Linked DNA regions of Mus musculus: region 2 is linked to region 1. The links are chromatin contacts, called in public HiChIP or PLAC-seq maps. All regions are on one chromosome and are shown on one strand. Each heading gives the region's core, a stretch centred on a gene start, on an enhancer-like site or on the middle of the called end of the contact. The rest is flanking DNA. Distances are from core to core; before and after follow the strand shown.

What was found. HiChIP or PLAC-seq counts read pairs in DNA pulled down with a chosen protein or histone mark.
Region 2: a contact with region 1 is called in a FOXA1 HiChIP or PLAC-seq map of pancreatic cancer cells. The contact joins two enhancer-like sites. A contact is called at or near these places in 2 of 39 promoter capture datasets (the C10 cell line and embryonic stem cells), 1 of 15 datasets of contacts at CTCF or cohesin (embryonic stem cells), 2 of 484 Hi-C or Micro-C datasets (bone marrow-derived macrophages and natural killer cells), 7 of 115 datasets of contacts at active chromatin or transcription factors (bone marrow-derived macrophages, embryonic stem cells, microglia and 2 more) and 2 of 9 other capture datasets (adipose tissue and liver).

The regions. Positions count from the first base shown.
Region 1 is chr3:104,738,356-104,745,908 of GRCm38.p6, forward strand. No RefSeq gene overlaps it. Among named protein-coding and RNA genes, the nearest start is that of Tafa3, 35 kb to the right of the region's middle. Within about 2 kb of position 3,741, at least 32 of the 459 cell types and tissues checked have an H3K27ac peak or open chromatin away from gene starts, as enhancers often do. A contact at or near this core is called in pancreatic cancer cells, where this site is marked.
Region 2 is chr3:104,964,610-104,972,162 of GRCm38.p6, forward strand. No RefSeq gene overlaps it. Among named protein-coding and RNA genes, the nearest start is that of Wnt2b, 6.7 kb to the left of the region's middle. Within about 2 kb of position 3,567, at least 231 of the 459 cell types and tissues checked have an H3K27ac peak or open chromatin away from gene starts, as enhancers often do. A contact at or near this core is called in pancreatic cancer cells, where this site is marked.

The sequences.
Region 1 (7,553 bases), core at 2,491-4,990:
TAAAAAAGGTCCCACGATTACTGTATTCAGGGTCTTTACCAGACCCATCGAGATACAAAGAACACATTCCTCAGCTGTGTTCATCTTGAGCCTACTTCCTAGTCCTAGCCCAATGTCAAATCCCTGCCAAAGTCTTAGTAGGTGGCCCCAAAAGCTCTGCACAATGTACTGTAGCATCCTGGCCTCAAGCTTGATGTATAGGTAAGGCTTCATTCTTATACCTGATCCTTCTAGCTCTGCCTTAGCCCTGGCAGTCAGTTTGACAGATGTGGGAAGAGAAAACCTCAATGAAGGAGTTGCTTCCATTAGAATGACTTGTGGGCAAGTCTGCGGGACATTTGCTTGATTGCTAATTGATTTGGGCAGGAAGGGCCCAGACTACTGTGGACGGTGCCATCCCTGGGCAGGTAGGCTTGTCAATGTAAGAAAGGTGGCTCAGCAGGCCAGAGGAAGCAAACCAATAAGCAGTATTCCTCCATGGACGGATTGAGTTCCTGCCCTGTCCTCCCTCAGTGACAGATTGTGACCTGAAAGGGTGAAATGAAGTTAACCCCCCCCCCAAGTCGCTTTCAGTAAGGGGTCTGTCACAGTAACAGATAAAGTAGGATGGCCGCCTGTGTGCTGGGATTGCAGGCCTGCCCCACCATGCCCAGCTCTTCTGAGTGCCTTGGTGCCTCAATGTGGCTCTATGGAGTGTCTCCTTCCTGACCAGCGTTCTTTCAGGTGCTGGGAACACAATGCCAAGCGGGAACAGCAGCTTAGGTAGAGCTGATGGGAAATAGCGCATCTCTATCGTGTCATGCCACATTCACAGGGAAAGGACCAACTGGGAGCCCCACCTTCAGATTCATTAATAAAGAAACTGAGGCCCAGAGAGGAGAGGACTCTTAGTTGATCACAACTACATCAGGATAGAACTAGGGCCCACTGAAGTTCACTCTGACCCCCTCCCAGTCATTGTTCCTCTATATTAAGAAAATGTCTGTCTGTCTGTCTGTCCAATTTGTGTAGGTGTTTTGTCTGCATGTGTCTTAGTCAGGGTTTCTATTCCTGCACAAACATCATGACCAAGAAGCAAGTTGGGGAGGAAAGGGTTTATTCGGCTTACACTTCCATGCTGCTGTTCATTACCAAAGGAAGTCAGGACTGGAACTCAAGCAGGTCAGGGAGTAGGAGCTGATGCAGAGGCCATGGAGGGATGTTCTTTACTGGCTTGCCTCACCTGGCTTGCTCAGCCTGCTTTCTTATAGAACCAAGACTACCAGCCCTGAGATGGTCCCACCCACAAGGGGCCTTTCCCCCTTGATCACTAATTGAGAAAATGCCTTACAATTGCATCTCATGGAGGCATTTCCTCAACTGAAGCTCCTTTCTCTGTGATAACTCCAGCTGTGTCAAGTTGACACAAAACTAGCCAGTACAATTGACCCCTTGTCAACTTGACACACAAAAACATCACTAGTAAGCCTCAACCCTTACAATCTTATTCATCCCCATTCTAAATAACTTTAAAAGTCCCACAGTCTTTACATATTCTTAAATTTTCAATCTCTTTAAAATATCCATCTCTTTTAAAATTCAAAGTCTTTTTACAATTAAAAGTCTCTTAACTGTGGGCTCCACTAAAACAGTTTCTTCCTTCAAGAGGGAAAATATCAGGGCACAGTCACAATCAAAAGCAAAAGTCAATCTCCAACTGTCCAATGTCTGGGATCCAACTCACAATCTTCTGGGCTCCTCCAAGGGCTTGGGTCACTTCTCCAGCCAGGCCCTTTGTAGCACACGCGTCATCCTCTAGGCTCCAGATGCCTGTACTCCACTGCTGCTGCTGTTCTTGGTGGTCATCTCATGGTACTGGCATCTCCAAAACACTGCATGACCCCTTCAGTCCTGGGCCATCAATTGCAAATGAGGCTGGACTTTCACCAATGGCCTTCCATGGCCTCTCACAGTGCCAAGCCTCAGCTGTTCTGCTCAACTCCTTCATGCCTTCAAAACCAGTACCACCTGGGTGACTCTTACACATTACCAAGTCCAGCCACAGCACAAGGTACAACTTTGGCTATATCTGGAACACAGCCACTGTGCTCTCAGAAAACACTTCCCAGAAGATGTCACCTCAATGATGCTGGTCTCTTCTTAATCACCGCTAATTTCTTAGCTCCAGCTAACCAGCATCAATAGTCCCAGTAATGCAAAGCTTTTGCTTCAGTAGTTCTGGTATCTTGTTAATCACAGCTGATTCTTCAGCCCCAGCTAACCAGAACTACAGAATCTTCACAATCAAAACAGCAATGGCCCTGAAAAGAGTCTTTAATTTTCCCTCTGAAATTTCACAAGCCAGGCCTCCATCTTCTGCACTGTTCTCAACATTATCTTCCAAGCTCCTACACAACATCCCACAGAGCTCTTAACAACAAATGGATCTTCAAGACCAAAGTTCCAAAGTCCTTCCACAGACCTCCCCAAAACATGGTCAGGTTGTCACAGGAATACCCCACTCTGCTGGTACCAATTTGTCTTAGTCAGGGTTTCTATTCCTGCACAAACATCATGACCAAGAAGCAAGTTGGGGAGGAAAGGGTTTATTCGGCTTACACTTCCATGCTGCTGTTCATCACCAAAGGAAGTCAGGACTGGAACTCAAGCAGGTCAGGGAGCAGGAGCTGATGCAGAGGCCATGGAGGGATGTTCTTTACTGGCTTGCCTCACCTGGCTTGCTCAGCCTGCTTTCTTATAGAACCAAGACTACCAGCCCTGAGATGGTCCCACCCACAAGGGGCCTTTCCCCCTTGATCACTAATTGAGAAAATGCCTTACAATTGCATCTCATGGAGGCATTTCCTCAACTGAAGCTCCTTTCTCTGTGATAACTCCAGCTGTGTCAAGTTGACACAAAACTAGCCAGTACAGCATGTATGTGCACTACTTACATGCCTGGTACCTGGAAAAGCTACGGATTTCCAAGGAGCTAGAGTTACCGACAGTTATGGGTCACCATGTGTACAGAGAGTTGAACCCAGGTCATCTGGAAGAGCAACCAGAATTCTTTTTCCCTTTTTTCTCCCCCTATTTTCTTTTTCTCTTCCTTCCTTCCTTCCTTCCTTCCTTCCTTCCTTCCTTCCTTCCTTCCTTCCTTCCTTTCTTCCTCCCTCCCTTCCTTCCTTCCTTCCTTCCTTCCTTCCTTCCATTCTTTCTTTCTGAGACAGAATTTCTCTGTGTAGCCTGGCTGACCTGGAACTTGTTCTGTAGACCAGGCTGGCCTCAGAGATCGACCTGCCTCTGCCTCCCAAATGCTGGGATTAAAGTCCACCACTCCTAGCACAACCAGTATTCTTAACCACTGAGCCATCTCCCCAGTCCTAGTCCTTCTAATTTAAGATAGGTAGATAGATAGATAGATAGATAGATAGATAGATAGATAGATAGATATAGATTGTTTTTTAGATATGTATTTGGAGGTCAGAGGGCAACTTTCAGGAGCTGGTCCTCCTATCACCATGGAACCCAAGAATCAAAGTAAGGTTATCAGGCTTGAGCAACAAGCACTTTCAATGTCCATCTCACAGGCCCCCAGCCATGGTCTTTCTGTAGAGGCCAACAGTATGTGGACACCCAGGTTCATCAGGGCAGGAATAGAGGGCATCAGTGAGACCTCTGAAGGTCTCCGGTTGGAAGAACAGAGCTGAGTTAGATGTTTGCAGACCTGAATGCGGAAGGGCTTTTATTTTCCCTGTCAGCTCCCGTCACTGAGTCACTAGGAACTAGGATAGTTTGCACATGCTTGCCCAGGGAGTGGCACTGTTAGGAGATGTAGACTGTTTGGAATAGGTGTGTCACTCTGGGTGTGGGCTTTAATGTCATCATCCTAGCTACCTGGAAGTCAGTATTCTGCTAATAGACTTCAGATGAAGATGTAGAGCTCTCAGCTCCTTCTGTACCATGCCTGCCTAGATGCTGCCATGCTCCTGCCTTGATGATCATGGGCTGAAGCTCTGAACCTGTAAGTCAGCCCCAGTGAAATGTTGTCCTTATAAGAATTGCCTTGGTCATGGTGTCTGTTCACAGCAGTAAAACCCTAACTAAGACAGTTATGGCCAGTTTTCATTGTCAACTTGAACAAATTAAATAAATCTCGATGGAAACATACCTCTGGCCATGTCTATGAGGCTGTTTCTTTCTTCTTTTTTTTGTTTTTGTTTTTGTTTTTTCGATACAGGGTTTCTCTGTATAGCCCTGGCTGTCCTGGAACTCATTTTGTAGATCAGGCTGGCCTCAAACTCAGAAATTCACCTGCCTCTGCCTCCCGAGTGCTGGGATTAAAGGCGTGCACCACCACACCCGGCTCTTCTTTTGTTTTTTTTAGATTTATTTGGGATTATATTTAAGTGCACTGTAGCTGTCTTCAGACACACCAGAAGAGGGCAGATGGTTTGAGCCACCATGTGGTTGCTGGAATTTGAACTCAGGACCTTAGGAAGAGCAGTGAGGCTGTTTCTAACAAAGGAAACTGAGGAGGGAACACCTGCTCTGAATGTTTCAGACTGAATACAAAGTAGCAAGAGTGTGGAGCCCCAGCATTCATCTTTCTCTGTGTGTCCTTCCTGACGGTGGATGCAGTGTGACTAGCTGCTCTTGCTGCGTTCCTGCTGCGGCGCTACTCCCTCAAACTGTAAGCCAAAAACCAACTCTTTCTTCCTTAAGTCATTTTGTTATGTATTTCATCACAGTAATGAAAAAGGTAATTAACACATATCTCCTCCAGGAAATTCAGCTTTTCTCAGAAGGAGAGCATGCATCTCTGGGGACCTTGGGTGTATAGCTCCCTTCCTGGTTCTCATCTGACTCATCTGTGCTTGGAAATTAGAAGATTGTTGGATTAAAAAGAAGCTACAAACAGACTGCAGCTGATCTGAAGGTTGTTCACTGAAATTTCCCTACTAGCTGTGGGCTTTGGGGGCTGGGCAGAAAGGTTGCCAACAGTTCTGATGAAATTCAAACAGCTGTGGGCAGTGGCTTTAACTGGGCATGCTGAAGGGACTCAGTAATCCATCATTTCATCAGGCTGAGCCAGATGTTGGGGTGGGGGGTGGAGGCTTTGCTAGGAGGGTGGAATGACGGGAGATTAGCAGCCTCTTTTCCAGGGGTGGGAAGCATAAATGTCCATGCACTGTGCAAAGAATCTATACCCCAGCAGGGGTGATGACTATAGTTATCCCCTATCCGAATATCCAATCCCTTCATTTGGGACCACACTACCCTGCTTACTCACGAGCTGAACATGTCCTGAGCACAGGCCAGGAACCAGATGTTGTTCTGTGTGCCAAGAAACGAAGTCAGTGAGACACAGTGTTTGGAATCCTGGGTCTTCAGGTACAGGAAGAGTAAGACAGACAGGTTGACTAAGAACTGAATCTCCCCTGAAAGGCTGTGTTATTCAGGTTCTAATCTCGGATGTCTGTAAAGACAGGACGGTAGAAAGGTGAGCCCTGAGAGTTGCCTAGGGTTTGCTAAGTGAAGAAGAGGAGGCTGCCCCAACTGCAGTTACAGTGACACCATCATTCTTACAGGATATGTGAGCACAGCAGATTTAGTTACGAGACTTTGTTGAAGTATTCTTTCATTTACTGCCTGCCATAGTCCTATGGAGCAAAATTTCCTTTACAAATGAGGAACTATGGGACCCAGGGTAGTTAAACCACTTCCCCAAGAGTAGCTTGGGGAAACTCAGGTAGGGAGTCAGTAGGACTGGAGTTTAGAGGTAGGGGTGGGCATGAAATCATGAGGACAGAAAGACAGATAGGCAGAGACCTGAGAGGCATGAACATTTTTTTTTTTTTGAGCAGTGTGATGTTGGTATCATGGCACAAAGAGCAGCCTGGTTGACTTCTGCTTTTGAAGACTTTGACAGTGATGTAGAAGTGGACTGGAGGGGCTGGAGAGATGACTCAGTGGTAAAGAGCACTGACTGCTCTTCCAGAGGTCCTGAGTTCAATTCTCAGCAACCACATGGTGGCTCACAACCATTTATAATGGGATCTGATGCCCTCTTCTGGTGTGTCTGAAGACAGCTACAGAGTACTCATATAAATGAAATAAATAATGGAGGAGGAGGAAGAGGAGAAGAAAAAGAAGGAAAAGAAGGAGGAGGAGATGGAGATGAAGAGGAAGAGGAAGAAGAGGAAGAAGGAGAAGAAGTGGGACTGAAGGCAACAAGACTAAGAAGCTATTACCAGGAAATTTTGCCATCCAGGGAAGGGGTAATGACTTATGACATTAGCAGTAGAGGAGACAGGATCACCAGAAGGAAAAATGGACAAGAACTTCTGGCCACCTAAAGTGGGTGAAACTATTCAGTCACACAGACTTGAACTGAAATCCTAGTCATGTCATTTACCAAGCTTGCACAAATGGTCTCTCTAGAATGGAGATAGTAAGCAAGAAGGAGCCTGTTTCACAGTATCACTCTACTTAAGATTGCTTACTTGAACGTGAACTCCTTAGGGGCGGGCATGAACAGAAAGATTCCCTGCCTTGGTGGGAACAGGCAGCTCTTTGCTGGATGCTCTCTGCTGCTGCTTCATGCAGAGGTGAGGTTAGGATGCAGTAGAAAAGAATCAGAATGTTACATGTGCTTGTCACTGCGTGTGAGTGAGTGTTCCGAGAGTGTCACTGTGTGTGAGTGAGTGTTCTGTGCCTGTCACTGTGTGTGAGTGAGTGTTCCATGGAATGCAGGTTGAGGTTGGAGAGCCACTGAGACAAGGTCTCTCCTGTGGTTTACTTCTGCCTAGCTAGATTAGCAGTCGTGTGAGCCCCAGTGATGCTTCATCTCTCCCTCTGTCATACCCTTAGGGACATACTCATAGACACCTGTGCTATTGTATCCAACTTTTAATAATTACTAGTATTGCATTTTATTTGTTTTGTATCTGTGTGGCACATATGTGCCACAGCATATGTGGAAGTCAAGACAACCTGCAGGAGTTGGTTCTTCCTTCCACTGTGGGGTTCACGGGGTTTGAACTCTGGTCCTCAGGCTTGGCAGCAAGTTCCTTAACCCTGCTAAGCCATCTTGCTGGCTCCACTTCCAGCTTTTTACATGGTTCCGGGGATCTGAACACAGATCCTCAGGGTCATATAGCAAATGCTTTGTCCATTAAGCTATCTCCTTGGCCCACAATCCTGTTTTTCAAAAAGAAAGAAAAAGATATGATTTGTCAGTGTACTAGCTGGTTTTGTGTGTCAGCTTGACATAGGCTGGAGTTATCATAGAGAAAGGAGCTTCAGGTAAGGAAATTCCTCCGTGATATCTAGCTGTAAGGCATTTTCTCAATTAGTGATCAATCGGGGAGGGCCCATTGTGGGTGGTGCCATCCCTGGGCTGGTAGTCTTGGGTTCTATAAGAGAGCAAGCTGAGCAAGCCTGGGGAAGCAAGCCAGTAAGTAATATCCCTCCATGGCCTCTGCTTCAGCTCCTGCTTCCTGACCTGCTTGAGTACCAGTCCTGACTTCCTTTGGTGATGAACAGCAACGTGGAAGTGTAAGCTAAATAAA
Region 2 (7,553 bases), core at 2,317-4,816, 230 kb after region 1:
TGGAGGTTCTGTCTGTCTGTCTTGCTCCTCTAGTTTATCCCCACCCCCACCCCAACTCCCACCCTCACCCACCACCTGAGTTATGGGAGCCTGCAGGAGAAGCCTCTGATTTGAGAGTCAGACACTGGTCTGGAGGGCCCTGCATGGTGTCAATTCACACTTAGTAAGTACCTGCTATGTGCCTACCACTGACATGGGCATCCAGATGGACACAAAAGGAGAAGGCCTTAAGGTGATGTCTAACCTCTGGGTTCAAGGCTGTATGCTGCAGATATAATGAGCAATAATATTAGCAGAGACCCAAGGAATCCCAGGCCACCCCCTCCCACCTCACCCCTTCCCCACACATGCACACACACAATGCCAAATCCCTTGGAACCTTCTGCAGACAGCTTCCAGATCAGCTCTCAGCGGCACCCTAGTCTCCTGTCCTTTTCAAAATGGGTGTAAAAAAAGAAGATTCCACGCCCAGCTTCGATAGCTCACTTTGTGCTCTGATCTCTACTGAGACCACGCAGGGTTCAGATCCCCCCTCCACCTTGTGTTCAGCTTTATATGGCTCAGTGGCTTTAGACTGTCACTGGCTGAGTGGCTTTAGATTGTCACTGGCCTTCAGATGGGAGTGGAGATGAGTTAAGGGGAGCTGGGGTGTGTGAACACCCTAACTCCACCCTGGCCTGTCTTCCAGAAAGCCCCCTTTCCTTGGGCCCTGGTTGGTGATGACCTCCTCCTTCCTGGTGGGTGGGAGGTGTGGATGGTAATGAGCAGAGAGAGAAAGGCCAAGAAGGGGCTGGAGGTGTTGGATGAAAGTCAAGGAATTCCTTGCTGAGTACAGGAGGGGCGGGGGGCCCCCAAATGCCTTTCCTGGGATTTCTTTGCAAACTAAGGCAGATCTCTTTTGAATTGGGGCCAGGTTCACACCATGCCCGATGCCCCACCTCCTGCCCTGCTACACCACCCCAGGTGACTGGGGACAAGAGGGGAGCCTGAGAAGAACCCAAAGGTTTTAAAGGAGAATGCCATGGGGTTCTTGGCTTGTTACACAGCCTCAGTGGCCTCTGCTTGGTATTTATGAGCTCTCAGGCGAGGCGTGGAACTGTCTCAAAGAGGCTAGGCCAATCAAGCTTGGGGGTGGTGGGGCCACAGGAAAAAGGAACATCCAGCCCCATGGAGGGGGGGCTCGATGGCACAGCATTCCTCTCAATTAGTAAGTGGCTAAACAGAGCAAATGTCCCCAGAGAACCAAAAAGGAGAAGAGACACCAGGAAAGGAAACAAGGGAGATGAGAGCTTCAGGGTGGGCTGGAGCCTTTTAGCACTTGAGCTGTGAGGAGCCTGGAGCCAGGCAGTGGACAGGCCGAGGGCCATTCTGGGCAGGTGGCCCGGGGTGTGCTACTGGGATCCTGGGTGATCACTGACCTCCTCAAAGGCAGGTTCCCATTTTACCTTCAACCTTTCCCCCAATGTGCCTGAACCACGTAGGCTAAGCACTGAGCTCTCATTCTTGCCTGATGTCTGTTCTAGGCCCCAGGCTGATCCGGATGTTAGATTGCTCCCAGTGAGCCCAAATCCGCAGACCCACTGTCACCCCCTCTCACATGACCTTCCTCAGCTCTCAGGCTTTCTCCCCATCTCCTCTCTGGGGTACCATTCTCTCAAGCTTGTGATTCCGTGTCTAGCCCTAGCCCGCTTTCTAGCTTTGTTTCCTGGTCTCACTGGTCTGGCTTTTATTTCTGTCTAGATATTTGTCTGCCCCTCTTTCTCAGTTCTGCCACTTGGCTATCTCCTGGTTGGCCTTCTGTCTGTCTCTGTCTCCCTATTCCTCTGTCGGTCTCTCCCTTGCCCCCTTCTCTTCAGAGAGAGGGGAGAGACAGACAGACAGACAGACAGACAGACAGACAGAGACAGAGACAGAGGGAGAAAGGGAGAGAGAGGGATGCACAGTTGTGACCCATGTTCTTCTTTCTTTTCTCTCTCGTCTCCATCTGTTTCTCGGTGTCTGGCTTTCTGACTCTCTCCAGGACCTGCCTCTATACGTTCTCTGGTGCATGACTTTATTCTACCCTCAGCTCCTGCAGTACAAGGGCCAGAAAAGATTTAAAAACAAAATGCTTCCTACCTTCAACTCAATGCAGAACTTAGGCACTATTTACAATACTGTAAGTCACTTCCCCACGTTGGGCCTCAGTTTCCCCACACTGGGACTAGAGTAGATGGAGAGGATGGAGAGCAACTTTCTGCTGTGGAACGTCCTCTGTCTTTATCTCTTCTTCCTTTAGCATACGCCATCCTGTTATGCCCAAGGCCTCTGCCTCTGCTTCTAAATTTGACCCTGAAGCCTGGACTCGAGCGTCTTAAGGACGCCAATGGGGAGAGTCCCTGTTAGTGTCAGCCAGCAAGGCCCTCAAAGCAAGATTCGTCACTACTCCACTCCCTTAAACATCAGTGTAGACAGGGTCCCTTTCTGGGGCCATGTCTGGGATACAAACCAGATTAGCTCATCTCTCTAATCCTCTTTGTGCTGGAGCCTCTGCCAGGCAAGGACACCCACAGTGCCGTGTGTGTGTGTGTGTGTGTGTGTGTGTGTGTGTGTGTGTGTGTGCGTATTTGTGTGTGTGTATGTGTGTGTGTGTGTGTGTGTGTGTGTGTGTGTGTGTGTGTTCTTGGAAAGGCAGGGCACACAAGGTTCTCTCCTCTGGACCCCCTCCTTCGAGTAAAGGCCAAGTCAGCAAGCCTCCCTGTGTTTAAAAAAAAAAAAAAAAAAAAAGGCTGAGGTTTGAGCCAAGCTTGCCTCCCACCTCCATTCCAGTCTCTTCTGCAGGCTTTCCAGAACTGGATTATGCATTTCAGCTATTCCCCTGTTCCCGAACAGTCCAGAATCTACCCCTCTTCAACGCATATCTCACGGCCTAATTGTGTGTACTTTTCGGTCATTTTAGGACTTGGCAATCCCTTCTTGAAAAGCCCAGAACTTGCAGAAGGACATAGGGAACGTGGGGGAGGGGTGGGGTGGGGATCAGGCTGGCCCTCGGCATTGCACTTCAAATTGGAAGCCTCCAACCAAGTCCCTGAATTTTCCTTGGAGAGATCTCTCTGGGCTGATAAGATCAAAGCATTCCCTCTGCCAAATCATTACCTTATTTTCGAGGCAATTACAGAACTTATTGTATCAATTAGCCAGGTCTCCAGCTGCAGCTGTTTATCGCTGGCTTTTAGTTCGCTGGCTAAGGGTCTGCCCTGCCGAGAAAGCCGGACCGAGGAAAGCGAGAGAAGGGCGGCGTCTGGGCCGGGAAGGCCCGGTTGCTCTCTGTGGGAATGGTCGGCGGAGGGCGGGAGGGCGTCCAGGGGAGTGGAGCCCGCGGACCACTCTCGCCGCCATCCCTCTGTTCTAGGCGTCACAACGCACGGACGTGGCCCAGAGAGACGCCGCAGACCCAGGGGTGAGGCAGGTCGCCGGGGTCGGGCGAGGCCGGGGCTCCGCGGGGACCCGACTGAGCGAGCCCAGACGCCCAGTCCTTTGCAACGCTCGCGGCCGGCTGGAATGCACCCCGTGCGCAGGGCGCCCCGCCGTGGCGTTTTCTGGAAAGACAGAGGGCCGAGTTTCATTTTGGGGATCCCTGGGTTTCAGATAGGTCTGGACACAGAGAAGGGAGATATTTCCAAGAGTGGAAGAGTGTGACGTTCAGGGATTCCACCAGGACCGCAGCGCCTAGAACCAAACGTACCTGAAACCAGCATGGGTAAGGAATCCCTGGACGTCCTCAGACTTTTTGATCTTAGAAACACAAATATTACCGAGGTTCCTCCAGAGGGCTTCTTTTGTTTAGGTGAATTACTGTCACTCACGGTCACTGGAGTAACAGAAACACAGGGACCAACTGATAAAGTCCCTGATGGCCAGCCGAGGAGGCCATGAGCAACAACATAAAAACATTTCTTGATAGTAATCCAAAGAATAAAACAAATATCCACGAGTCTGAACTAATATAAATAAACAACTGAACAAATAAATAAATGGGGAAAGGACAAGTCTCCCATGTAGGAAGACTTCCAAGAAACTTATGTAGACACTGCACACTCAGCGACACGAAGTATGATTCTAATCCTTAAGTGTGCGCTGCACATTCTGACATCTTCCTAACACACACAACACAGCTATGGTGTGGGGAAGGGAAATGGAATTTACCATGGGAGAAACCTGACAAATACTTTAGCCGGGGCATCAGGCTCAACATTATTGGAGTCAGGGCAATAGTTTTTGCCCCAATGACAAAAATAACACTTAAGTCTCTTGTTGCTACAGAGCAACAGGACCACATTTGTTGCTAGAGAAATGGTAAAATGGCCCAGTGAGTTGGGAAGGCAGCTCAGGGATGTCATAGGAAATGCTATATACTCTTACCGCGTAACGAAATAATTGCACCCATTCACTGGGATGGCCACATAAAATCCTGCACACAGAGGCTGATAGCTACTCTCTCCATAACTGTCAGGATGGGGGAGCAACTGACATGCCCTTCAGAGATGAATGGAGACGTGAGCTGTGCATACAGAGAATGGAATGTTTTTAGTGATAAAATGAGCTATGAGGCCTGGAGGAGCTTCCCCTGTATATCACTAGCAGAGAGAAGTGGACCTGAGAAGCTGTGGCTCCGACTGCATTTCTGACAAAAGGCAAAACCACGGGAATGATAGGGTCAGGATTCCTTCCTCTGGGACCCCTTTTTGTAATCCCAGTGTCATGAGAAACCAGGAGAAAAATATCGGACAAATCCATCCGAGGAATTTATCTATCTATCTATCTATCTATCTATCTATCTATCTATCTATCTATTTATTTATTTATTTTCGAGACAGGTTCTTGCTGTGCAATCCAGGCTGGCCTTGAACTCTCAACCCTTCCACCTCAGTCCACCACAGGCTGGGGTTATTGATATGCATCATTACATCCTGCTGAAAATAATTTCCTTATTTGTTTCTTTTTGTAATATGCTAGGGATAGTATTTCCAGAATGGAGCCTAAAAAATAATGAGGACATTAGGAGGAAATAGAAGAAATCTATTTATTTATTTGAAATGAGCAAGTTGGTGAGATTGCTCAGCAGGCAAAGATGTCTACTACCAAGCCATATGGTAGAAGAAAGTGACTCTCAAAAGTTGTCCTTTGACTGCCACATGTATATCATGGCACAGGGACACACACACACTCTGGATAGATAGACAAATGATAGGTAGGTAGGTAGATAGATAGATAGATAGATAGATAGATAGATAGATAGATAGAAACAAAACTAACAATAACATCTGGCTTGAAGCTGAGTGTGGTAGTGCATGCTTTTAATTCATGCTCTGAAGGGAGAGACAGGTGGAGTTCTGTGACAGGTGGAATTCTGTAAGTTCAAGGCCAGACTGGTCTATAAAGTGAATTTGAGGGTGTTGCAGAGAGATCCTGTCTCATAAAACCAAAAAATAAAAAATAAAAAATAAAATTAAACCTGGCTTGGTGGTATAGTCCTAGCACTTGGGAGGTAAAGGCAGAAGGGTCAGGAATTCAAGGTCATCCTCAGCTACATAAAGATACTTAGTCCAGCCTGGGTTAAATGACACATTTGTGTAGGCATAATGTTTTTGTACATTGTATAAATTTTATCTTTGCATTATTCAAATGCTGATTTCTCTGACCTCATATCTGGTTTCAATCCAGACTCAGCATTGTAATGCTTATACCAAGAATTTCCTGTCTCAAGTTTGTGTAAACAGTTCTTACCATTTATTCTCTGCTTTGTCAATAATTGCTGATCACCCAATAGCTGGGAAGAATAGAGAATAGGGCGGGACTTCCGCCAACCAGAGGAAGGAGAAGGGAGAAGGGGAGAATCAGATCCCTCAGGAGGATGGAATTTGGAACCATGAGAAAGAGGTACAGGGAGAGATCATGGAAACACAGCTGAAGCCCAAAGAGCCAGATCAAGAATACTATGCAAGTATTCTGGGATGGGGCTGGGTGGTAGCCAGATTAGCATAGGAAGCTAAGGTCAATCATTTAAATGCTCAGCTATTGAGGTGGATTTTAAAATAAATATTGGTTGCTCTGTGTGGTCATTGGGGACTAGCATAAAGTAAAGAAATACAGTTGCCAGATTAATTCACTGTTTACACTTATATGAAGAATAATTCATTTATTAATATGGCGCCCAACATGGGGCATGCTATCCATACTCTTAAAATTCATACTCAGGTCTTAAAACAAAAATATTTTAGAGGGAAAATTTAAGTTAACACTCTTAGCAAAGCTTAAACTAACACTCTCAGCAAAATTTAACAGTTTAGCAAAGGCAATCTCTCTGAGATTTTCTCTAAAGGACTGGCTGGCTCTGCCACTTAGTAGAGGTCAGGGATCTGGTAAAGAACTTGGGCCTCTGCAAACCATGGGGACAGGATCTTTGGCCAGGGTCAAATGGACCAAGCAGTGACTTGAGGCCACAGAGGAAAGAGTCAAACACGGGATTGCATATGAAATCCCAGCTATTTACATAGGAAAGGTTACTTGACAACTCTGTAGCTTTTCTGGCCACTGCCTCAGGCATAAGAGCCTTAGGTAGCTAACCAAGCTACTCCTGCAGGCTAAGAGTCTACCTAAATGGGGCAAAGCCAGGTAACTAGATGGGACCAAAGGGGCTACTTCTGGATAGATGCGTGCTGACCTAAGAAGCCAATACTTTTAACCCTACAACTTCCCAGAATGGTTGAAGAATTAGAATTGAGTAAGGTATTCCAAATTACAGGTAAAAGGCAGAAACACACCTCTTCTCTGTGAGCTGAAAGAATGAGGTGGAACTGCTGATAACACAAACACGGAAGCAGAACTCAAAGAACAGACCTCCCAATCAGGTAAAATTGTTTAAAAATCACACTTTTGTGCTAAAAGTAAAAGGAACTAAATATAAAACATCATAGGTATAAATATATTGAAATTGATAATTTTAAAGAAACAAAACATATAAAGGAGTAAAACATAGTAAAGACCTTTTGGGCTTTGTATACTTCCATTCTAAGAGGTTCAAGGAAGACAGAAAGAAGAGACAGGGAAAATTAAAACATGACACTTTATAGTTATTGTGATATTAAGTTTCATTCTTATCCTAAAAAGCATTTTAGTTTGCTATGTCTTTTTGAAAAACAGGGCCTTAGGAAAAAAATTCACCAGGCTTAAAGGAGACTTTGCTGAAATTAATAATTCAGAAGAAAGAAGATATTAAAATGTTAAAGATACAAAATAAAGAAAAAATAAAATATGGAAACAACAATTAGAACAACAGGTACAAAGTTATATAGACCAGGTTGAACAAAATGGTAGAATGACAGACATAATAAATGTGAAATATACACAGACCTTAGAAACTCAAAAATAAACTCCTTAATCCCTTTCCTATTGCACTCTCGCTGTTGTCTAGAGTTGTGGTATGTAGCCAACTCTAGTCCTTCATGTCAGGCACCTCTAGCTTTAGCCTCCAACAAAAGAGAAAACTTTCAGATAAAAATGGGTATCTTGGC